3 separate regions of the Mus musculus genome follow, and all the other regions are linked to region 2. A link is a contact called in public Hi-C and HiChIP or PLAC-seq data. All regions are on one chromosome and are shown on one strand. The core of a region is the stretch at or near the end of the contact, and the rest is flanking DNA. Distances in the headings are between cores, read along the strand shown.

Region 1 (3,479 bases), core at 508-3,007, 390 kb after region 2:
TTCCAGGACCAACCTGGGGAACATAATGAGAGCCCATCTTTAAAAATAGGCCTGGCTGATTGTCACTGCCCTAAATCTAGCTGCATGACTGCTTTGTTTTCTCTTGTGTTTTGTTTCTTTAGAAACTCGGGCATGCGTAATGAAAGCTCATGGGTTGCTAGTACTTGTGTAGCTGGGGTAGGGCAGTTCAGAGGCCTTTTGAATGTCCTCCTGGGCAGTCTCTGATCATATTTCCTATACCAGTCCCCTTGGCTGAAAATCCATTAGTCTCTTGACTTTTCATGCGAATTGAAATTGCTATATTGAAAATCATATTCCAAAGCTGAAGCAAAGTAATGCTCCTCTTTTACAAAGCCATCTCGTTGTGTTTACCTTGATGTTAACCGTGCTTTCTCATTTATCTGATACGTATTATTGTCTGGCAGGATATTGTGCCATATGTAATGATTATAATTTAGAAATGAAAACCACTACTTGTCTTCCTCCCTCCCCTTTGGTTGTTGCTGGCTCTGTGGATTTTTTTCCTCTCCCTCTCTGCCTGTAAACATCTATAAAATGAGTAAGAGTAAATGAATTACACAGGTGTAATCCCATTGAAGGTTCTGGAAACAGCCTTTAGCCTCCAGATCCAAGCTCTTACGGTCTGTGTCAGATCAGAAGTGCGAGATAGAATCACAGCTCTGTTATTCAAGGTTTGCTTTTTGCTAATTTTATGGGGAACATAAAAGCTAATGTAAAGCATCTGTCACATCCTTGACCCCCTTGAAGAAACCTGTATCCATGGCAGCCAGAAGCAGGGAGGAGGAGGAGATCCCCAGGTTTACACACAGCATCTCAGAAAAAAAAAAAAAAAAGAAGAAGTGCTTATCTCTTGAGTGTCCTTCCCTGCTGTGCCGATGCACTGATAAGGTTAGGGTTTCATTCTATCAAATCAGCACTCATTAATTGGGCTCATCTCCTCTTCCCAGTGCTAGAATTACAGCAGTGAACAAATCACACAAGAATCCTCCTGTCCCATCACCCGGAGCCCACTTACACTATGACTAAACAAGATAGAAAAAAATGTTGCACATAACAAGCTCTTCACACAAAACTGGTTAAGGCAAGAGTTAGGGGCCTAATCTTTCAAGGCTGCAGCTGGGCTTTTCCATTGAATAGGCTGGGTGCCAAAGACCTCACTGATAAAATGATGCTTGGGCAGATATCAGAAGGAGGGAGAGCCCCAGTGCAGATTTCTGGATGTAGAGACTCCCAAGCTTGGAGACAGCCTGTGCAAAGACCCTGAGACTGAGGCTTGGCAGAGGGAGTAGCAATACTCATGTGTCCCCAGTCAAATGAGAACAAAGGAAGGAACCAAGTGCATAGAGATTTAGAAGTCCGTGTATTATAGGGCTTTCTAGGACCAAGGAAGGCCCTGAGATCCTCTGGGAGGAGTTGGAAATCCCTGAAGAGTTTCAGATAGAGAAATGGTCCATTTCAAACAAAACACCTAACACAGCTTCATAAGAGTTAGGGAGTTGGGCTTTCAACGGTAAGACAGGCTGCTGCAGGAAAACCTGACAAGAGATCATGGTGGCTCGGAGGAAGGTGGCAGGTGGTGCTGAGATAGAGTTTACTGAGGTTGTAAGTTGAGGGCAGAGCCAATGGAATCTGCCAACAGATTGAGTGTGGGATCCCTTCACAGACCGATTCTCTGAAATCGTTACTTAAGGTGCACGAGGAGTTCTGGACGCCTCTTCCTGAGGATAGACACTCAGCATTACATCACTGGCCACATTTGGAATTTCTTTCTTTCTTTGCTGCGTTTTGTACTGAGCACATCTACAGCATTTGCAAGGCCAGAGAAATATCATTTCTGTGCCTTTCTGTTTTTGGACTGCAGATTCTTGCTGCCACAGAGAAGCATCCCTACAGAAGTGCTGCAATCCTCTTGGGTCCAAGAACAACACACACATCCATCCTTCTGCTCACCACTGCCTCCCTGCATCAATTATGCCTCCACCGTAATCTCCGATGTCTCCTTCCTCCAGACTCTGCTCCAAGCTGTAACTGATTCATGTTCAGCCTGATGCAATAATCTTTACACTGACTCTTCTGTTTTCATGCTTCCAGAAAACTAGCAGCTTGCAGCCAAAATTACCCTTGTCCAGTTTCATTTCCATCCACTTGCTGTCCCTCTGAGAGTCCTGTCTCTGCCTCTCTCTCTCTCTCTCTCTCTCTCTCTCTCTCTCTCCTCCCCCTTTCCCTCCCTCCTTTTCTCTCTCCCACTAAATTGAAATAGTTTAGCATATTCTTTGTACACACTCTCACCCTGTCCTTTTCATCTTTAGCACATACCTATGTAATTTTGGGTTCTCTCCGGCAAGCCACCTAGAGAACTGAGTACATCAGGTAAACACCAGGTATGAATCAGAAACACCGTCATCCGATTTTCTGGTTATCACTGCCTAGAATGTGAGAATGGAACACAAATAGTAAATAGGACCACAAGGGGTAATTCTTTACTCTGCAGACCTTAATTTTCCTTCTAAGTGTAATAAACAGCTGACCTGAGAGTGCATAGTCATTTCTGGAGCTTGATCAATACTTCTGGCTCTGTGACTTCAGATACACAAAGAGAATTGTATCTTCTGGTCCTTTTGGGGGTAGATGAAGCCATGAGACTAACTCTGGCTAATAATGTAAAAAGGTTGCATCCATCATGATGACTCCCCCCCATCCCTTGGTCACTGGTGGTGTTCTGATTTATTGAATGGCTCTGACATATAGCTCTTTTGGCAACCTGGCAAATATATGGCATAGCCAATAAACTTTTTTTTTGACTACTGAGATTTTAGGATTCTTACTACAGTATGATCTATGTCTCTCTTTTTTTTCCCCCCATGGTACTGGGAATCAAATACAGAGACACATCTATGCTGCTAGGTATATACTTTGCCACTGAGCTAAGCCCTGTTCCAACCTAGCCCATGCTAGCTTGATTTATTCAAGTTACCTGTTTCTGTAATAGGTACTTAAGAAGTGACTTTAAAGCAGATGAAACCTTGAATGAATAATAAGGCCTTGCCTAAGTAGGTATCAGACTGACTGATTCTAGCCCTGGAGGCCTTAGGAACTAAGGGAGTAAAAGGAAGATCAGCCCTGGCTTTAGGTAAGGGGAGATAACCTGATGGCAAACTCACATAAGACATCTATCTATAAGGGCTTTCTAGGGTTGGAACTCACATAAGACATCTATAAGGGCTTTCTAGGGTTGGAACTGAGCTTTCTTGCTTTGCCTCAACCAAGCAGCCACATAGCTGGGGTCCTATCTGCTCAGGAAGGAATTTCCATCACAGACGATGACAAGAAGTGAAGGCGGGAAGGGCCACCTGCTCTGCTTCATGACTTCCAGAGAGGCAAGTGCACATGCCCCATGACCTGTTCGCCCAAGCCTGTGGTACTGACACAAGCACGTGACTGTGGACAATGCCCGTGGA
Region 2 (3,428 bases), core at 667-3,166:
GAAGCCAGAGTATAATGTTTTCACCACTTTCTTGCTTGATTACATTGTCTTTGTGTAACCATTGAAACTAACGATAGGTAACTTTCCAGGAACTTGGTGACAGAAAATGAGAGATGATGATGATGGTGATGATGGATGGTGACGATGACATGACAATGATGACGACAATGATGAGGAATACCCTTTGGAAAAGCCAACACTTAACTAGCATGAAATGATTTCATGTTAGTTTTTCCTGTTGCCTTCAAAAACTCTGTGAAATATTGTATCTCCATTTTATGTATGTGGACAGTTTATAAGATCCATGCTAAAAATAGATACATTGAACAAGGCTGAAGCATTCCAAATATATGGGATTTGTGATTCATTAGCTTGAGCTCTGCCTAGAACGATGAAGGAAATTTTTATCATGGAACAAAAACAAACATCAGGATATATCAATGCCTTCCTGTGTGTGGACATAGCTAGAAAGCATATACATTTGTCAGAAATTTTTATGTTGTAAATGACAAAGCTCGAATAAAAATCACTTAGAAAAAACAATAAAAGGGAGGATAGGCTGGCTCAGGAGTGGAAAGGGCTGAGGGTAGATGGTTAGCCTTAAGGTTCAGCTATGACTGAGTCCAAGGGCAAGTTTAGCTCCATGAAAGTAAAGTCATATCTTGGATGCACGGTGCAGGACAGGAGTGGCCAGGGTTGTCCTGAGCCAGGGTAGGAAGCTCACATACCTCAAGTGACAGACTTGGGTAGGGAGCCAGCAGTTTCCATGGGAACATCAGTTGCTTTTAGAAGAAAGAATGGTTGGTAGACATCAAGCCTAGCAGATCTCTACAACCAGTCCTGCCTTCAAGGCGTGCTCCCCCTGCCTCAGAAATTCTTACTCTTAGAACTATGTCTTTATGACTTGAGCCTCAGGAGTTCTCTTCAGTACTGTAGATATTCTGAGGCAAAGGTTTGCAATGCCGGTGGTATATTAGAGTCACGTGGGTAGCCAAAAACTCTTTTGGGAATGTGGGTGTCTGAGCTCACCATCTTAAGCTCATCAATGGGCTGGCGGTACAGCATCAGTTGTAGACCGCTTTCTTAGCTTTCCTGAGGCCATGGGTCCATATGCAGTACTGAAAAAGGAAGCAAGCAAACAAAACCATCCACACTCCAAACTTTGACCCTACTGGAAGAGTTTGAAAGGAGCAGTACTTTGTGCACAGTTGAGAGCCTATCTCTCGGACCTTCCTTCTCCTCCCTTGCTCTTTCTTCTTGATGTCAGTGTCTGTGGCCATTTAGTAGTTGCCTCAGGAACACTGACAGAGCTAAGTATAACGGAACTGCATGAAGAGAATGTATTGTATCATACACCACCTTGTTCCGGGTTTCTGCACACTAGATTTCTACTGTGTCACTTTGGGACTTACTGTCTCCAAGATATGAGAAAGGATGGGTAACGTGAGGAACCTTTCCAGCCCTGTAGGGGAGGAGATCGGATTGTGGGGCAGGACTGTTTACAGTCCATGTAGCATGTGGAAGACAACCAAACCCACTGGAATCCAAAGAATGCCGAGCCTTAGGAGTTCTTGCTAGCATGTGGAAAGTCCCACAGAGAAGAATAATCTCCACTTGTTTGAGGGCTTCCTTCAATATGACTAAAGGACGGTGTGGGGGAGAGGGCGGGCGCTACAGCTGGGTAGGTTTTTGTTTGTTTTAGTTAAATGCTCAAGGCACTAAAGTAGTGTTTATTACAAGGGAAATATCACACAGACTATCAGTTTGGGCTTGTAAATTTCCAATTTGAGAGTTGAAGGAAAATGGTCACAGTTTTAAATTGGATTTAAAAAATCGGTCAGGAAAGGAATCTAAGCAGCTTTGCTGAGGCCTCCGTGCTGCAGTACCACCCATGGCCACAGGGATGCAGTGCAGCTCAGCAGACAGTAGGAACCCTGGAGAGGCGGGTTCCAGGGAATCCTCGCTAGGGCAGTAAAAACCGACCTCCTGGAACCAGGGGGAAGACATTCTTTATCCCTGCCATCCATGTCGCCCCTCAGTTCTAAGCTCTGTGGTTTATTAAACGACAGTTACTACAGGCTTATTGCACGTTCCCTTACTCCAGTGCGCAGTGGTCTTGCCTTGGGAAAAATTTCGAAGTAATAGAAATATCTAATGATGAAGGGCTGGTAAAATGACTTGCTAAATGTTCATACAAAAGAAAACAGTGCAGCTATGTAACTGTGTTCCAGACATTATTTTAAAGGCAGGGAAAATGATAAACGAGAATAAATTTTGTAAATAAATAAATAGCCCGTTATGGTGACAAATTTGTAACCCCCTGTACTCAGGGGGCTAAGTAGGGCAGGGGGATTACAAGTTAGAGACTAGCTTGTGTCTCACAATGGGACTTTATCTAAAAAAGAAAAAAAGAAGTGTGTGTGTGTGCCTGGGAATTGAGGAGGTGGCTTAGCTAGTAAAGTGCTTGCCGCTAAGCACGAGGACCTGAATTTGGAAAGCAGGGCGCTGTAACCCTAGAGCTGCAGAGGCAGACGGGAGGATCCCTGGGGTCTGCTGGTCAGCTCGCTCTAGGTTCAGCAAGACCCTGGCTCAGAAGCTAAGGTGTCAGGTAGTTAAGGTAAGTCACTCCCATGTAAACCTCCATTTCATGAATGCCCGAAAAATAGGCATATGTGTGCCCACAAATACCCACCCCCGCAGTCAAACAACGACAATAACAAAAGCAAAGTCCAGATACCCAAACGATTTGAGATTCTAGTGTTCTTAAAGTGTTTAAGAGGCACATACACATAATAAAATCTCTAATTGGTAGACTTATTGTTGAAGTCTAATTTTCCTCTTATGTTTTATAATTTTATAAAATAAGAAACAAAAGCACTTTTATAGTTAGGAGAAAATTATTGAGGAAAATAACGGAACAGATGGATATCCAGTCTTGCACGTGAAGAAGAGGACAGATCCTAGCTAGCTGAGGCTGGAGATGCTTGCTGTATTGGCCCACGTTTGCTGACTGATAGGCTGGCTCGCCCTTAATGTTAGCCAGGGATGGAGAAGCCGACTCAAAAGGCCTTGGAAAGAGCATTTCAACAAATCACTAATTAGTCGTAATTATATGTGATTATTGACTTTCTTATGGATTTAAAATTTCCCTGTAGTAAGCACACACAGTTTATTTAAAATACTTACAAATAGAAGTATATATGCAAATATTGGCTATTGAATTGTCACTTATATTTTCCTTTAGTTTAGTCTTTGCACTTATTTTCTTAGCATTGACTTTATGAAGCTATCAAGTGAGCCATCTTGCAGTGCCCTGCTCTCTAAATTTGCCTGACTATTTCTCGAGGTGCCCTTGAATACACCAGATGTATTTCCTGGAAACAGGAAATTAAGCCATAGGCAGGAAGAGATTCAGGTCACATTTTTTT
Region 3 (3,438 bases), core at 621-3,120, 320 kb after region 2:
TAATCTTTATGCCACTAAGACTCATGGGGCTGTTTCTCCAGCCTTTAGTTTAAAGATGAGGGCAAAAAAGCGTGCTTGGTCTTCAGGTCTCACTTGTGCTAGGACTCTTGAAGTTACAATTTATCATTTGTAAGATGTTCTATGTGACAAGTATGACATTAATAAAAGGCCCTCTGTAACATGCAAACATATGTGATGTGATAAGGGTGTCCACAGTACTAAGCCCCAGCAGGCAGTTGGCTTCACCATTAATGACACTTACTAGATGTCCACTGTGGCCACTGTAATGTGCATGCTATGGAAACAAGACTATAAACGCAGAGCTTCTGCTCTGTTAGGAAGGGTCCCAGGCATGGTGGGAGGTTTTACATTCTCTGGAAAGGAAAAATGGGGGAAAACCGTGGAAGACATTCCCTCTCAGGGACTTAAGGGAAGGCAAAGGAACACTGAGCAAGGCCTATAACAAAGTTGTCATGAAGAAACAGAAGTCAGCAGACCTAGGACTTACTTTAAGTAATGTTCGTTATGATAGTTTCACTCATGTACATAATGTAATTTCATCACACTCCAGACCCAGGAGAACAAGTGTCTCCCTGTTTGATCTTTAAGATCAAGGCAGTTTGACATAATCTTTGTCTGTCTGTAGTGCTGGGAATTGAACCTAGGCCTCACACATGCCAGGTAAGCACTCTACTGAGCTGTATCTCTAGGCCTATGTAATCATAACTTTATTTCAGAGCCAATAAACTGGCTTTACCTGCACACACATAAAAATTTTTACTCAAGTTTTAAAATAATATATTGGGTAACTGTTGTTGTTTCTTGAGGTAGGGTGTCCCTATTTGGTCTTCACTGGCCTCAGATGCTCTCTGTAGACCAGGCTAGCCTTGCACTCACAGAGATCCACCTGCCTTTGTGTTCTGGGTGCTGGGCTTAAAGATGTTTTTATTGTACAAATGAATGGGATACAGTTTAACATCTTACTATTTCCACATACTTATGTATGTATAATGTATAAACATCAAATCAGGGTAGATCATACTTCAAGACAGATGAACATTTTGCAAAAGATGAGAAAGAGATCTTCCTTAAATAGCAACTGGCTATGTGTACAGAACTCACAAAATTAAATAGTATTCATGAACAGTGTCCTTTTCTGAAAGGTCTGAACCGAACACACCTCATGATTGCCACACTTCTCAGGGAACAGGCAGGGAGAAGGTAAATCTTATCTCTTGACTTCTATCTCACACTCTCTGGCTCAATGTGCATGCAATGTTTGTGTCTATTTTTGGTTTGGGACTAATGAAAGGAGCCCAAGAGGAATTCTAAGAGGAGAAAAAATGGGGTGCAATAGGCTAAATGCTGAAAGTGCCAGAAAGGAGAGGAGATGATGCGGAGCAGAGACACTGTCCACACAGCTTCTACCTGCCATGTTGGCTTGGCTGGTGCCCAGGGCTTGAAGGATCAGCTGCAGTTCCCTGACAGCTAGGGCTGCCTCTTCTCCACAGCACAGGTCAGGCTCCAGGACCACTTCAAGAAGGCCAATTCCTACCAAAGAGAGGTGAGTCAGCCTGGCGTGGGCTTGACAGACTCATCAGTTAAGGAGTTGGGAAATTGAGGGAAAACCTGGCAGGACCCTCTAAGCAGCCCCACCCCTCCTTCCCCCACTTCTGAACCTTGTCGATTTTTAACTTTGGTTCATTTCTTTCAATGTCTGCTTAAGGACATCCAGCTGTGGGCCGTGACAGGGCAGATAGGTCTGTCTGATTTTAGGGCTGAATAATTGGCAGCCCTAGCAGTGAGCATGGTTTAGGCCGTGCACTCCCATCAGCTCTGCCAATACCCACATGGATATTTTGATCTCTGTCAGTCAGGCTCCTGTGTCTGCTTTCTCAATTGGCTTGAGAAAGTCTAGAAGGGAAGTGAAATGCCTACAACCCCGGAGCAGAGAGGGCTGGAAGAAGCAGGGCAGACCCAGCCTACCGGCTCTGTTCAAATCAATGAGTGTCTGTGACCTCAGGTCGTCATGGAGGCTTTTGCCACTGTCCTGCTCCAACTGGATCTGCTTGATCCTCACTGTCTTGGTGGTCACCTGACTGGGTTTCTTCCCTAGATAGATACAGTAGGTCAAGTGTCCATTGGCAGCAATTGGGAGCCTCTGCTGGGTGATCTGGTAGCCAGCCTGCTCGCAAACAAACACGGATTTAGTTGCTAGACCAGAACTGAAAGCTGGGATTCGCTTCACTTTTAGTTTCACATCATAAAGGTTCACTTAAAACAGACCCAAATAACAGGAGAAACAAGGAGACAAAAAAAAAATTACTTTATACACTGCTGGCATAATTAACCTGTCTTCTTCTGGCTTTTCCCATTACCCCATTACCCACCCAAGGTCTCTTGCCCCTAATAATGATGCAATTAGCAACACAAATCCTACCTTGCTTGCTGCAGCCCCATTTTGGGGAATAACAATAACCTCACTGTCAGAAGCCCCTAAGAGAAGAATTTATTGTTTTCATTTAGCTCATTAGCCTAAACTCTGCATCTCATCACCAGGCTCCTGCTGAGCCCCTTATTGGGGAATGCTGGCTAAGCAGTTAGCCATCTACTTGCAGCATGGCCTACAGCAACTGTCACAGCATTTACTTTGTTGAGTTCTGCTCTTACAGGTAGGCAACCATGCCAACTGTCCTTCCTTGTTCCTCAGGCCAGAAAGTGCTGTGCTATGAGCACACTTGGCTAATGGATATCGTAGAGCATGAAATAACTGATAGCTGCTGTGAGGATGCTGTCCCTCCTTCTAAATCGGTGGTTCTCAACCTAAGAGTCACAACCCCTTTAGAGGATGAATAACCCTTTCACAGGGGTTGCCTAAGACTAATGGAAAACACAGATATTTTTATTATGATTTATAACAGTAACAAAACTACAGTTATGAAGTAGTAATGAAAACAATTTCATGGTGGTGGGGGGGGGCACTGCAACACGAGGAGCTGTATTAAAGGATCTCAGCGTTAGGAGGGCTGAGAGCCACTGCTCTAAATGGAAAAGAAGAATTACTTTCAACACATGCTGAGAATACAGAGCAATGAAAAGACTGGAGATAAAGAGAAAATAATGGCTAAAGCATCTGCAGTACTTGCTGGATACTGTTGCCCTCATTCAATCCCTCAAGCCATGTAGTGAACGCAAGAAGGGGGCAAGGGTGTTGCCTAAAGCCACACACAGATGCAGGAGATCCCTAAGCCACAATGGCCCAAGTCTGTGTGTGTATCTCCCTAGTAGGCCAGTGAAAGGATTTTAAAACTTCTACAACCTCAGACAATCAAGTGGACATGTCAAACCACAGCATGCTTAATACCACCCTCAAGGTTTCTGATGCAGGCTTGGAGTAAGGCTGGAAAATTTATAGTCCTAACAAGGCTCTGGGAAATG

The links. HiChIP or PLAC-seq counts read pairs in DNA pulled down with a chosen protein or histone mark. A called contact is a pair of places that touch in the nucleus more often than the background predicts.
Region 1: a Hi-C map of cerebral cortex shows a contact between it and region 2, with 11 times the contacts expected there. The contact joins two enhancer-like sites. A contact is called at or near these places in 1 of 39 promoter capture datasets (stem cell-derived epiblast-like cells), 2 of 15 datasets of contacts at CTCF or cohesin (large pre-B cells and pro-B cells), 5 of 484 Hi-C or Micro-C datasets (the G1E-ER4 cell line, Th1 cells, cerebral cortex and 1 more) and 1 of 9 other capture datasets (embryonic stem cells).
Region 3: a contact with region 2 is called in a CTCF HiChIP or PLAC-seq map of the NIH/3T3 cell line, with 13 read pairs. The contact joins two enhancer-like sites. A contact is called at or near these places in 5 of 39 promoter capture datasets (cranial neural crest, embryonic stem cells, liver and 2 more), 1 of 15 datasets of contacts at CTCF or cohesin (the NIH/3T3 cell line), 3 of 484 Hi-C or Micro-C datasets (cerebral cortex, cortical neurons and nephron progenitors) and 1 of 115 datasets of contacts at active chromatin or transcription factors (oligodendrocyte precursor cells).

The regions. Positions count from the first base shown.
Region 1 is chr3:85,529,234-85,532,712 of GRCm38.p6, reverse strand. It overlaps Gm3740. Among named protein-coding and RNA genes, the nearest start is that of Gm31419, 39 kb to the right of the region's middle. Within about 2 kb of position 1,757, at least 18 of the 459 cell types and tissues checked have an H3K27ac peak or open chromatin away from gene starts, as enhancers often do. A contact at or near this core is called in cerebral cortex, where this site is marked.
Region 2 is chr3:85,922,654-85,926,081 of GRCm38.p6, reverse strand. No RefSeq gene overlaps it. Among named protein-coding and RNA genes, the nearest start is that of Gm26204, 16 kb to the right of the region's middle. Within about 2 kb of position 1,916, at least 76 of the 459 cell types and tissues checked have an H3K27ac peak or open chromatin away from gene starts, as enhancers often do. A contact at or near this core is called in the NIH/3T3 cell line and cerebral cortex, where this site is marked.
Region 3 is chr3:85,603,128-85,606,565 of GRCm38.p6, reverse strand. Gatb (glutamyl-tRNA(Gln) amidotransferase, subunit B) reads right to left here. Exons shown (of 13, transcript NM_144896.4): 4 at 1,987-2,185; 5 at 1,429-1,551. Among named protein-coding and RNA genes, the nearest start is that of Gm46809, 29 kb to the right of the region's middle. Within about 2 kb of position 1,870, at least 12 of the 459 cell types and tissues checked have an H3K27ac peak or open chromatin away from gene starts, as enhancers often do. A contact at or near this core is called in the NIH/3T3 cell line, where this site is marked.